Linked DNA regions of Mus musculus: region 2 is linked to region 1. Evidence: chromatin contacts called from public Hi-C data. All regions are on one chromosome and are shown on one strand. The core of a region is the stretch at or near the end of the contact, and the rest is flanking DNA. Distances in the headings are between cores, read along the strand shown. Region 1 overlaps Rbfox3 (RNA binding protein, fox-1 homolog (C. elegans) 3). Region 2 overlaps Rbfox3 (RNA binding protein, fox-1 homolog (C. elegans) 3).

Region 1 (6,847 bases), core at 2,047-4,546:
ATGGGGTGTGGGTGGAAACACTCAGATCGAGAACCACATCAAGCACTTATGCCCGAGAAGACAGGGAGATAGCGAGACACCACTTCTGAGGGAAAGACTGAAGCTGGTGAAGTTTGAATGAGTGAGATTCGGGTGCCTTGGAGCCTTGTGAGAAATGTGTGGCTGACCACTTGGCAGCAGGATCTTTGATTCTGGAGGTGTGTGCGTGGGGTCCATGTTGGAAGTAGAAGGAAGGGAATTAGCAGCACGTATGTCAAGTCCTGGTGGCAGATGGCTGTCTTCCCTGCGTCCCCACATAACCTTCCTTCTGTGGATAATTGGAGAGAGGGGCACTCACTCAGAAGAGGGCCCTGCCTCGGGACCTCATTTGACCTATGTAGTGGCTCTTCCCCAAATGGTCACACTAGAGAGAGGATGAGGGCTTCACTACACCCCATGTTCCCAGCTCGGGCACCCAGGTAGGAGAGGGGTGCACACAGACCTTGACAATAGATGGTTCTGAAATAGATGATGAATCCTGGCTGGCTCAGACCTGCGTCTACTCTACTCTGAAGTCCCTTCTCCAGCCACAGAAGGAGGCATGGGGGCAGATGGAGAGGCTGCAGCCCAGGCCAGGAAACCTGGGGCAGGAGTCCATCTAGGCTTGCTGCACAGAGCCATGTAAAGCTGGCATGGTCAGGAGGCATCCTGAGCTTCATGGAGGCAGCGACATGAATACGGGGTTGCCTCTGCAGGCTCAGCCAGGAGAGGTGCCTGGGTGGTCAGGATAGCAAGCATGTACTACAGGATCGGGATGGAGGGGCCCAGCTTGTATGGGGACTGGATGTCTTAATTTTTGGTTGTCACTGAGGTGGGTCTATTGATGTCATAAGCAAATGGTGACTGCTGTGTAGCTGGGAAACGGCCCAGGCAGATGAATGTGCACACACACACACATGCACACATGTACACATACATACATGCACACATGAGCACATGCACACATACACACATGCACACATACACACATGCACACATGAGCACATGCACACATACACACATGCACACATACACACATGCACACACACACACATGCACACACGCACACATGCACACATGCACACATACACACATGCACACATACACACATGCACACATACACACATGCATACATAATAAACACACACATGCATGCACAGCTGCTAGGGCCCTCAGCTTTAGAGGCCTTCTTTATTATTTCTACCTCTCCAGAACTCTGCTGTCCTCACAAGAGTGCACCTCATGCCTCTCCTCTCCTCCCCTGCCTATCTTCCTCTCCCCATAGCCCCCAGGCTCCAATTCCTATCTTTTCCAGAACAGTCTGAAGACTAAAGCATATGGTGATCCCTTCTGGCATCCACACCTCCTTTGCAGCATCACTGTGCTAGGGGAGCTAGCAGGGCCCCTTCCCATCTCGTGAAGCCCTTGGGGGACAGTAGGCTCCACCTGGAAGGGTGTGTCTTCCTATGGCTGCACAATAAGCCCCCCACCCCACTATACTCCCCCAACCACCATAGAGAATGGGAGCCAAGAAATGAGCAGGGGTTGCTGGAGAGCCTCTCCCACAACACAGACTCAAGGAAAAGAGATTGCTCACGAGTCTCCTGTGCATCTTTCTGTCTGTGTCCTTAAGTTTCCTGTTACCCTGTCCCTGCCTGGGGGCTGGAAAAAGTGTACCTGAGGTTCCATCCAAAGTTTCTGAGACTACAGTAGAGGAGCTGCTGCAGATAGGGGCTGGGGGCTGAGGACAAGGCCACAGGACATATCAGTGGGGCACTTGCAGCTGTGAATTCCTGATTCCCTCACAGGGCCTCCCCCTTCTCTGCCTCCTGCCTCTCTGAAGGAAGCACTGGCTGCTAGTACCTACACAGCCTTGCAGGGGTCCCCAGTGTCACACTGGGCCTTTAGGACACAAGATGTAGTTTGGAAACCCACAATGGGGTGATAGACTCACATTCTTACATCTCCCAACCCCGGTACCCACCCTGTCCCATTACCCAACACCTAGTAGTTTGAGACTATTGCTTCTTGTGCAAGCAATGCCTGTGTGCCCTCTCCCATGTGGCACATTTACAATGTTTTCTTCAGAGTGGAGAGGCTGGGGTGGCGCAGAGGGGGTGGGGAAGATGCCATAGGAACCCAGAAGCAGACCCTAGGCTTTGCATGACACTGTCTTCCTTCAGTGTCAAAGGGAGCCATCCAAGAGAGCTCACCTCCCTCGTGACAGCAGCCTGAAGGTCAGAGGCCTCCAGGACCATCATCAGGGCCCGACTGGTTGGAAAGACACAGAGTCCAGCAAGTCATCTTGTCCATGGTTAGGCCATCACTACCAAACAGCACAGATTTGATCTCGCCAAAAGGAAGGACACGAGAGATAACAGCAAAGTGTGGAGAGGAGGCTCCTAGGTCCCCATCACGTAGAGTTGAGACTCTCATTTTCGTGACATGGATGGTGACAACAGTCCTGGATACTACCAGCTAGAGATGCCCCCAGCCTCAGGATCCATGGTCTACTTGGGTCCTGCACAAAGGCACACAGGGAAGCTCACGTGCCTAACCTCAGTCTCCAGCCATGTTTAAACCCTCCCTCATGTTACCTTGTTTATATGGTTCAAAGCTCCTACCCCATCATGCTGTCTCTCCATAGCTGGTCCAAGACCCCAGGCCCATGAAGACAGGCAGGCCATCTACCCACCACAAAGCAAGAGCAAAAGTCTGGTCTCCCCCGCTCCGGACAGGATAAATGCCTCCTAAGTCAACATGACCTTGGCCTGCAAAGCAAAACGTAGGGGACAAAGAGGAGCCTGGTGCTTTTCTGTTCCCTGGACTAGCCCACCTTGCCTGGGGCTCACCACACAGAGACACCCCTGGAATGCTAGATAGAGACCAGATGTGGTGCTGCCGGGTGAAAGCCTATAAGGACCCTTGATGCCAGGTTAGGGCATCACCTGCCAGCGCCTGCCCCGAGACACCCACCCTCATGTCTCTTTCCGGGTCTCCCTGTGGGGAAGAGTTCTCATGGGGAGTCCCTGGCTGACTAGATGCCTCCCATATGTTCCGAGAGACTTGTAGACACCACACCTCCTTAACAACAGTCTTTAAAATGGACCCAGATAGCATTCTGCTTCCATACGAAGAGGACCTTTCGGGAAGTGACTCACCAGCTAATTTCTGGGTTTTAAATATCAGATTTGCCTGAAAGGAGGCACACCTGCTAAGCATCCTGGATTCCCCCTGATCCTCTGAGAGGGAGGGACACAGGATGCCTGGCAGCCAGGGTTCCCACAGAGCAGCAATACTAAAAGCTCTGCAGTGGAATGTGTCTTTTTTTCCTCACATAGACATGGCGATGCAGAGCTCTGGAAGTTAAGGAGCCATTACAAGATCACCCTGCTTCTGAATTTGTGAACCTCAGCCCCCGCCCCCCCTCCTGGGCTGCCTCTGGAGTCCATAGATGCATGTGTACATGCATGCACACACAACATTCATACCTATATACATGCTGCATACATGCAGGAAGTGGTCTGTTGTTATCTGCCCTGCAGTAACTGCTTCCTGAAGTTCCTATTCGATGTACACCCCCACAAAACATGCACATGTATATAGGTCTTGTCAGCTCTCAGTCTGTTCTCTGCTTTCCAGAAACCTCTCTGATAGTGGCCAATTGTGGGAGGAGGTTTGTGGTGGTGGTGATGGTAGGTGATCAATGCTCTATTGCACGTTTCGGGGTGTATACACAGCTGCTATCGCCGTGGATGGTTCCAGGTATAGGCAGAACGACATCCCAATGCAGGGACGAGCTTAAAGGGGCGGGGGAGGGATGAGATAAGCGATTCTGAGGAAGAGCCACAGACAGCAGCATATGCCAGGCACGCACATGCACGCACACATGCACACGCGTGGAGGGCAGCGTGAGAGGAGACAAAATTGTGGGTAATTGCTTAGCTGCCACAGGGATGTTCCCTGCTAATTTACGGTGTTAGGAGGACTTGGGCTGCGATTTCTCCTCCGGTGCTTGGACATACGGTCCCAAGACACTAGCAGCCATAATTATCCACATTTAACAGAGAGCTTGTAATATCTATTTGTCTAGAAGGATGTGAGTATAATTGCTGTAAATTAAATAAAGACACATCTGTGGTTGGGTCATGACCCGATGCAAGTTAGCAAGGGAAGGAGGGTGCAGGTTTCCTTGAACCTGCCCCACCAAAGCCCTGCTGAGGTCCCAGATTGGCTGCTGCCTATGTCCCGGTGAGTCAGCTGTACAGCCCTGCCTGCCCTGCACAGCACTACCCTCTTGTGTATCCAGGGCAGGCATGCCTCCTTAAGCAGCAGGTCTGAGCTGAGTGGTGTTTGCCTGGCAGACTTGGGAGACGCTGTGTGCCATTGGCCCTGCCCCTGTCCACCTCTTCCTGCCGTGGCCAGCTGATCTCTGGGCTCCTCTGTAGCTTCCTCCTCCTGGCAACCTGAGCTGGCTGCTGCTGCAGACCAGCCACAGCCTACACACCATAGAGTGAGCCCCATTCTCTGTGCTGACTTCCTTCTTGTTCTCAGCCAAGACCCTTGGTTGACACACACATGGCCTGTCGCCTGATTGTGTTAATGTGACAGGGATGAGTATTCTGTGAGACAATCACCCAGGTGTCCTGTGCCTTTCTTTGTGAAGTTGCTGACAGAGACTCAGATGGAGGAGATGTGGGGGATGGGAGCCTTCCTGTAGTGCAGAAAGAACTTGGCCAGTGTTTGGTATGGAGATGTGTGTGTGTGTGTGTGTGTGTGTGTGTGTGTGCCTTTGTTGCATGACTCCATGTGTGTCACTGCCTCTGTGCATGTCTGTGTGTGTCTGTGTATGTGTATGTGTGTACCTTTGTTGCATGACTCCATGTGTGTCCCTGCCTCTGTGCATGTCTGTGTGTGTCTGTGTATGTGCATAATGGAGGAGGTAGGACCTGGTAGCTGATATCCTCTGAATGAGGCCAGCCATGACCCAGTCACTTTTAAAACGTATTTTTAGGGCTGGGAAGATGGCTCAGTATGTAAAGTGCTTGCACACAAGTGTGAGGAGCTAAGTTTGATCATGAGCACCCAAGTGAAAGCCAAGTGTGATGGGTGCCTGCTTATAATCCTAGCACCTGAAGGCAGAGACAGACGGCTCCTGGGGCTCACTGGCCAGACAACGTGGTCTAATAGGCAAGCTCCAGGTCGCAGTAAGAGGAGACCCTGTCTCAAAAACCAAGGAGATGGTCCTGAGAAACAACACATGAGGCTGCCTTCTGGCCTCCAGCCCTATGTACACTCAAATATGGGTTTTTATTTCATAACTGTGTTAAAATCTATTTAATAATAAAACCTAGTGTTATGTCTTCAGTTCAAGATACCATATGAACTCAGGGTTAAGTGACAATTGTCACCATCCAGTTCCAGAACAAATGATTCTCTGGCTCCCATCCCCCTCCCCATCTCCATCCACCCCCTTCCTCCTCCTTTCTGTTTCTGCGAGCTAGGAGTCCTGAGAGAGACCCTTCAGGGATCTCTGGGAGTCATTTCATCAAATACATCTTCAAGACGTATGTATGCTGTCACGTGAGTCAGAATGCTCCCCTTTCCTCTTAACCTTCTCTCTCTCTCTCTCATGTGTGTGTGCGTGTGTGATGAGATATGTCTGTGCATGCTTGTATGCATGTCTGCACGTGTGTGGAGGCCTGATGTCATAACTGAACCACATTGTATATGGGACTGTGGTACCCAGGAGGCTCTTCTTTCCCTACTGTTGTTGTTGTGACGTATGATGAACTGAAACCTTCCAGGTTCTAGGACTCACAGAGCCTGTCAACAGCAAGTGGGGTCAGCCTCAAAGCCACACAGGTCCCCTCCACTCAATAATGACCCAGATATGCCACAAGAATGTAAGAAGGCCTTGGTCTGGTCAGACACAAGCCTGGGGTTAGGATGTCTCTAGGCCCTGACAAGCACGCCTGCACCAGGCATTGGTTCTTTAGAAATATATCTGCATATAAAACAATGGAGATCCTGCCCCAGTTTGCTAGGCTTCAGCTGGTCACCTTGGGGTCTGAAATATTGGCTGGGGTCTCGGGTCAATGGGGCGCTGATGTCTGTTGTGGAGGTGGTAGAGAGGATGGGCTGTCTCTGGGCAGCCACTTGAACCCGGAAGACTCAGAATTCTGAGATGAAATCACACCCTGGGAGGGTGGGATGAGGTTCCATCTCGTTTGTGCAGTGGTAGTCACTATTCCTGAGTTTGGTAGTCATTGCTCATCTGCTGGCCTGTGTGCAGGCAGCTGGCCGATCAGTGGTTGGGAACCCTCTGGGGACAAAGGGACTACAGTGACCTCTCTCTCCTGTGGCTGTCACTCATGCCTTCGAGGAGTTGAGGGCCACCTTAGCTGTCTTCAGCCCACTGCCAGGCTGTGGCTAAATGGCTCCTCCTAACCACAGGCGATTAGCAGCTGCCTGGGCTGAAAGCACAGATGCTGACAATGAGCCACTGGCCTGAGCATCATGCCACAGGACCCCACTCTGCCCAGATGGTATGAGATCATACATGCTAGGGGATTTCCCTGGGGTGGGGCACTCTCCTCTGGGTCTGCCTCTTTCCACACAGTGCTACCCGGAGGCTCTCTCCTGGCTTGCTCTGGCACTCTCCAGATTGTAACCTGAACTGGAGCAGCTGGCAGACAGACAGGCAGACAGCAGACCGACTGACACACAGGCATGAGGCCAAGAGAAAGAAGGCAGCAGGTGCAATGAGCATGGATAGGTCTCCCTTCACCCTGTGCATAAACATGGTGCCCACCAGTGTGCCCGTGCT
Region 2 (6,847 bases), core at 2,859-5,358, 130 kb before region 1:
TCAGTGGACTCTGAGGGCCAGGCACAGAGCATCTGGTGAGACAGGTGGACAGCCTGAACCTGCTCCACCTGCAGTGTGCCTCCTCACAAGTGACCTTCACCGTGACCTCAAGCCTTCCTTCCTGGAGGAACAGTCTCCTGTCCCACACTAGCTGGGAGGTTCCACGAGGTAGACAACCCTGGACCATAGCTGTCTGTCAGATACTACTGTGTACTTTTCCAGCTGAGGGGCTGGGAGGGCAGCCACCAACTTGGCAATGACTGATTTTGGAAGCTTACTTCTGTGTGTGTGGAAAGCGGGTTTGGCACAGGTATTCATTTGCCTCCTGAACAAACAGAGGTCCTCCCAAGCCTCCCGGCTCCCACAGTCCCCGGGAGGGACGGCTCAGCCCTTTCACCCTGGTGTTGCTTCTAAACTGTTCTCCTCTTTACCTTCTAAGTGATGAGCCTGGGTGTGTCTGTCCTGGGTCTCTCTTCTGTAGGCCCTTGCTCTGAGGAACAGGAATAGGTATGGCTTTGTGGGGAGGGGCCAAGGTAAGACAAATTAAAGTGACCAGAAGTCACTTCCAAGCCCATACTTCTCCCTTGGCTCCTCATAGCCCCAACCCTTCATTCTTCCAGGAACCATGTGCCCTGTCCCCTTGTTCCTGTGGTCCCCTCCTCCTGCCTCCCCATGCTCCCCTCTTTCTTCCCCGCTTTTCTCCCACCCCTCTCTTCCCCTGTTCTCCTTGCATCTCTCCCCTTCCTTCTCTCCCACTATGACCTGGATGGACAGAGATTTGGGTGGACTGGCTAGGGAATGGAAGGAGGAAGAAGAGGCAGGGAGAAGAGAGAAAATGGGAGATTCTGTGTAAGGACATTAGGTGCTCAGCTCCTGTCCCTGGTTTCCCGAGAAGCACATGAAGAGCTGGCACTTCCAGGCACTGGGGCTGGGGAACACTGGGAGGAGAGAGGGCGGTGGTCACTTGAAGTGTTCCCCGAGAGATGTGTTGGAGCCCTAACCCTAGTTGCTTTGAATGTGAGTTTATTTGGAAGCATGTGACGAAAGTCAAAGAGGCTGTCAGTGGGATGCGTCCTTCTCAAAAGGGGGCAGAGGGACACGGAGATACATAGAGGAAAGGAGAGATGGCCTTTAGCCAGAGACTGCTCAAGGGCTGTGGCCAGCAGGGAGAAGCAGCCTCTCTGAACTTGTGAAGGAGCCGCCCTGTGGAATGAGCCTTGGGACCTGGCTTCTGGCCTCTGGCACCCACGGTCTGCGATGCTGAGCTGGTGGCTACCGGTCAGAGCTCAGGACAAGGTGGGTGGAGATGAGGCTCAGCATGAGGTTCCAAAGCCTAAGCTCATTTCTTGGGGTGCCAGCCACAGTGGTCGGAGAAGTGTCAAGGGTGAATAAAACAACAGTCACCTGTCTAATGACAGGGAAGGAAGCAAGAAGCTGACAGCCTGAGCAAATAGTCCATTCTCAGTCATGGTGTGGGGTGGGGTGGGGTGGGGTCACTCCAAGTCATCCAGGTGTCTCAGATAGCCCTAGATATACTATATATATCTTCTTTATTGTTTTTTATGTATATGCGGTCTGATTTATTTAATTTTTTTGAGTTTTTGATACAGGATTTCATTTAGCCAGGGCTTGCATCAATCTTTCCATGTAACCAAGGTTTGTCTTAAATTCTAATCTCCTTGTCCCCACCTCCTAAATACTGGGTTTAGGGGTGAGGTTATAGGCAAAATTACAGGTGGGTTTATGGGTGGGGTTATTGATGGGGTTACAGGTGGGATTACAGGTTGGGATACAGGTGGGATTACAGGTGGGGATACAGGTGGGATTACAGGTTGGGATACAGGTGGGATTACAGGTGGGGATACAGGTGGGATTACAGGTGGGGTTACAGGTGGGATTACAGGTGGGGTTACAGGTGAGGTTACAGGTGGGATTACAGGTGAGGTTACAAATGGGGTAACAGGTGGGGTTGTGGGTGGGATTACAGGTGAGGTTACAAAAGGGATTATAAATGGGAATACAGTTAGGGTTACAAATGTGGTTACAGGTGGAGTTAAAGATGGGGTTACAGATGTGCACTACCAGGCATGGCTTTCAACTTGACTCTTCAGTGAGGCACAGTCAGAAGAACAATGTCATACAAGAGCAAAACTTTGACAATAACCATAATCTAACTGCTGGTATCTTTACTCTTGAACTTTGGTGTTTGTGTGTGTGTATCTATGTACCTGTATGCCTGTGTGCCTGTGCCAGTGTGCCTGTACCTGTGTGCCTGTACCTGTATACCTGTGTCCCTGTGCCTGTACCTATGTGTCTATGTGCCTGTATATGTGTGTCTGTGTGCCTGTGTGCTTGTATACCTGTACCTGTGTGCCTGTGTGACTATACTTGTGTGTCTGTGTGCCTGTACCTGTGTGCCTGTGTGCTTGTATGCCTGTACCTGTGTGCCTGTTTGCCTGTGTACCTGTGTGCCTGTGTGCCTGTGTGCCTGGGTACCTGTGTGCCTGTGTGCCTGTGTGCCTATGTACCTGTGTGCCTATGTGTGTTTGTGTGAGTCTACTGGTATGTCTGTGTGCTTGTATACCTGTACCTGTGTGCCTGTGTGACTATACTTGTGTGTCTGTGTGCCTGTACCTGTGTGCCTATGTGCTTGTATGCCTGTACCTGTGTGCCTATGTGCCTGTGCCTGTGTGCCTGTGTACCTGTGTGTCTGTACTTGTGTGCCTGTCTGTGCCTGTGTGCCTGAGTCTGTGTGCCTGTGTGCCTGTGTCTATGTACCTGTACCTGTGTGCATGTGCCCCTGTGTGCCTGTGTGCCTGTGTGCCTTTGTGCCTGAGTCTGTGTGCCTGTGTGCCTGTGTCTGTGTACCTGTACCTGTGTGCATGTGCCCCTGTGTGCCTGTGTGCCTGTGTCCCTGTGTGCATGCAGGTGCAGCCTTAGGCAGCCTCAGGAACCCTCCATCTTGATTGTTGAGATGGGTTTCTTGCCTGGAACTCAGGCAGCTGAACTGGCTGGCCTGCTTGTCTGAGGGATCCGTCTGGCTCTGCCTTCCCAGAGCAGGGATTACAAATGTGTGCCATCCATCGCACTGCGTTTTAATGAAATAAAGGGCTTCTGAACACAAACATGGCGGCGATGTGACGCGTGGGCAGCACATACAGCACAGGCAGCCTGTGGGTAGGAAGGGGGTCCAGGACTGGGTGGGACGTCCTCTTCACAGAACTCTGGTTAGTTACTCTGGAATTTTCCACTTAGTGTTGTTGATCCATCGCTGGCCTGGATGACTCAAACCACAGCGGAGCCGTGCATAAGGGAAGATCAGTTTATTATTATTCTTTTCTGGCTGAAGCAAGGATAAGTTTGGGTTCCTCACATGGCTAGGAAGGATTTGATGCCAAGACTGCCCTCAGGGGTCCTGCAACCTAGTGACAGGGTATTGCCCATGGTAAGGGACAAAATCATTTGTTTATGAACATTATGAACAGTGAGCTAAGAGCTAGGTTTGAGTGACCCATAGCCCAAGACCACCTCCCACCTAGGAACTTCTACAAATGACTCAAGGTCCAACTCAAATAAATGTTCCCACACCTATGAGTGAATTTGTCAAATTCCTCCCAGGGATACTTTCTGTGTTCTTACACAGTCTCCCCTGGCCTCCATGTGGGCCCGGGCAGGGTCCTGTGACTCCCTCAGCTGTCACCGAGCATAGAGGAAGCTTTGGGTGAGCCTCTGCTTCAGGTAGGGGTCTTGTTTGACTGGGTGACTTCTGTCATGCTGGGCCAGGGGCATTGCTGAATAGTCTCTGTCGTCTGGATGATGTAATCCTACTGTCTCCAGAGCTGGGCTGGCTTGGTCATACATTAGAAGGTCTGGACTTCTCTCGAGGAAACAGGAGTGCCACCCCCACCCCCTGTAACCCTGTTCCTCTCGAAGAGAGACCCAGCTGCAAGGACACAGCCAGGGTCAGCTTGACACGGGCAAGGGTGAATTTTCCCTTTTCTGTGGCTCCCTGGAGTTTCCCCTGGAACACAGATGCTGCACTGGCCCAGTGTGCCTCATCAGAAGGACACGCTGGCCCTTGTGTACCTCACTGGAACACAAGGCCCCAAATAGCTTCCCGGGGCCAGACTCTAGTGCCAGCCGCTCACCAGCTGGGCTCCTGTCTCTTCGCTGTGCATCTTGGTTTTGTCCTGGAGAGCGGATAGTCTAAGGGCTGGAGCTTCTGAGTCTTTGCCTTCAACCTTCTGACCTTCAGGCACCAGTAAGTCCCACCTTGGGAGTTTCGGGGTGGCCCACCCCTGTGCTTGTCTGGAACAATCTTGGTCTGCTTCTGCATCTGCTGCAGCGAAGGCCTTCCCCCCACTCCAGCATGGAATTTTCCCAGTTATTTTTAAATAAGTCCCGTTTATTTGTGCTTAGAATTCAGATAAGAACCACCAGCCTCGCACAGATGCGAAGCCCAAGCCGTGAAAGGCACAGCCACGGCAGCCACACCGCCACGTCGTGTCTCTCCCACACTCAGGCGCCCCGGCTGCTGGTGCAGGAAAACGTCCCCGTTTTTCACATCTGAAAAAGCTACATGAGGACACCGGTCTCCGACAGACAAGATGAGGCTCTCTGGAGAAAGCCAGGGATGGATGCTTCTGAGAGCTCAGCAGGAGTGCTCTGAACTGCATCTGCTCATTCGAATTGAAAATATGTTAAAAGAAGAAAAAAATTAAACCAAAGACCTCACCGAGTGACTCAATTATAAGCCCTAGAGGATGAAGTCCGCCACACATCCCCCATGGGATTTTGCTAAGACCATGAGCAGGATGAAGTTTCATGTCTCCATGCGTTGTAGGAGAGGGTGTATCAGTTAGCTACCGCTGTATAACAAGCAAGTCCCAAACCACTGTAGCTTGTGATGACCGCTTATTTTTCCTTCAGGCCTGCCAGATACTGTTGATGACTTAGGTAGGCAGTGTTCCATGGACTTCCTCACACATCTGTGGGAAGCTGGTGGGTGGGCAGAGGCTGGCTGAACTGGGCAGTGGGTATTGGCTTCATGTGGCTTCTTCTCCAGCAGGCTAACTCAGGTTTGTTCATATCTTAGGGACTGGGTCCCTCACCACAAAGCAGAAGGAAGCCGTGTGTGTTAAAGCTGTGGCTTTGGAAAGTGGTTCTGATACCAGGAGTGAGAAAAATAGAACCTGTCTCTTTGTGGGAGGATCTGTGAAGTCACATGGAGCGCTTCATGATGTGTGACTTAATGGATAGACAGGGGGAGGGGAGAGTCCGTGCTGGGTGTCAGTACTGAGGTGCAGCCTCGGGTGGCTTTGAGGCTGGTGTGTGGGCTCCTGGGCTTGGGTAGGGACCAGAGCCACAAGCTATGCAGTTCAAAGAGGACTGAGCTGAGCTCACTTGTGTCCAGTTGCATGATCAGCTTCACCGGGGGCCTGGCCAGGAGCAGCCTACTCCCGTCTCCCTTCTTGACTAGGGATTGTTGTTCCTGGTTGCCCAGGAACCCCCCTGCCCTGCCCTGCCCTTGTCAGAATCTAAGGCCACACAGAGAATCATCCTAACCTAGCTAGAAAAGAAGCTATAGATCAGGAAAGCAGTACAGAGGTCAGGATGGTTGGCAAGAAGCAAATGGTGGGAGATGGCGGAGGGATATAAAGAAGGCACGGGGCTGAAGGCTGGGTCTGGAATAGAGCCTGACTTTAGTCTACCCAAGTTCAAGAGAAAACGATCATGGAGCCTGAAGTCTATGTACCTGCTCCCATGTGCTTGGCTTAAGGGCTCAGGAGTTCAAGGGAATGCAGAATTCTGGAATGATCCACATACCAAACACACTTTACCACAGAGGTGCCCTGTGTGCCTCTGCCTTTCTGGAGAAAGCTGTATATAATAGAAAGGTTTTATTTTTACTTTATCACTACCGCACCCCAGGAACCCTTGGTGCCTTAGTGGGGAGGTCTGAGGCAGTGGGGGCTCCTAGGATGGCTAGGATGGCTTTATGTCCTGGCTCTCATCTGTGCACCTCTGTCCAGAGAGAGGGACCAGCCCATGTGTGGGTGAGTCCTGTACATACAACCTTCAGCTGCCTGCTCTCAGAAGTCAGAGTTTGTAGTTTTTCAAGGGCCCTGAGGGCTATGGAAGCTGGGTCTCTCTTACAATTTTTTTCAGTGTCGGGCTCAAATCAGCCTTGCATTTCTGCTTGACTGCGAGTTATTTAAGGATTTGGATGTCTTTGAATGTCCATATCTGGGACTGTCACAAGACCTCAGGTCTCTGGACTCTGTGGTTGCTCCAGAGAACACCAAAACCCCGATGATCAGTGTTTCTTCTGTTGGACAAGTCTGGGTTGCATTTATTCCAGGCTGGCCCGGCTCTGCCTCCTGCCCATCTGGGAAGACAGCCAGCTTGTAGTCTGAGGAAGCAAGGGTGCTCTGGGGCCAGGTGGAGGGACAGCAGGGTACCGGGTGCTTATTTTTAGGAGCTTGTGGGTACTGCTGCCCACGCCGGGTGGAAAGGGACCCCTGAGCCGTCCTTGTGCCAGGGGAACGTAGATTGGCATTGGTCAGAGCTGCAGATGGATGCCACCCCAGTCCTCACGGATGCTGGTCTTGCCCCAGCTCCTCCTGGTCTAGAGAGAAGGACGTGGGTTGCTGGCCTGTTCTGGGATCCAGAGCCAGCTCTGTCACAAGGCAGAACTGATAAACTAAAAGACGTGTGTAGGACCTCAGCTGTCAACACACATTGTCACCTTTAAGTCTACTGGTTTAGGAAGGGTACAGAGAGTGATGCTGTAAACACAAGCCTTCCTCCACCACAGGTAATATTTCGGTGGCTTTTGAATTTGAGT

Evidence for each region. A called contact is a pair of places that touch in the nucleus more often than the background predicts.
Region 2: a contact with region 1 is called in a Hi-C map of cerebral cortex, with 2.3 times the contacts expected there. The contact joins two enhancer-like sites. A contact is called at or near these places in 16 of 484 Hi-C or Micro-C datasets (the N1E-115 cell line, brain, cerebellar granule neurons and 6 more), 5 of 115 datasets of contacts at active chromatin or transcription factors (embryonic basal ganglia, embryonic forebrain, embryonic hindbrain and 2 more) and 2 of 9 other capture datasets (adipose tissue and pancreatic islet).

Annotation. Positions count from the first base shown.
Region 1 is chr11:118,752,245-118,759,091 of GRCm38.p6, reverse strand. All of the region lies in intron 2 of Rbfox3 (RNA binding protein, fox-1 homolog (C. elegans) 3), which reads left to right. Among named protein-coding and RNA genes, the nearest start is that of Gm11750, 30 kb to the left of the region's middle. Within about 2 kb of position 3,296, at least 18 of the 459 cell types and tissues checked have an H3K27ac peak or open chromatin away from gene starts, as enhancers often do. A contact at or near this core is called in cerebral cortex, where this site is marked.
Region 2 is chr11:118,882,977-118,889,823 of GRCm38.p6, reverse strand. All of the region lies in intron 1 of Rbfox3 (RNA binding protein, fox-1 homolog (C. elegans) 3), which reads left to right. Among named protein-coding and RNA genes, the nearest start is that of Rbfox3, 23 kb to the left of the region's middle. Within about 2 kb of position 4,108, at least 9 of the 459 cell types and tissues checked have an H3K27ac peak or open chromatin away from gene starts, as enhancers often do. A contact at or near this core is called in cerebral cortex, where this site is marked.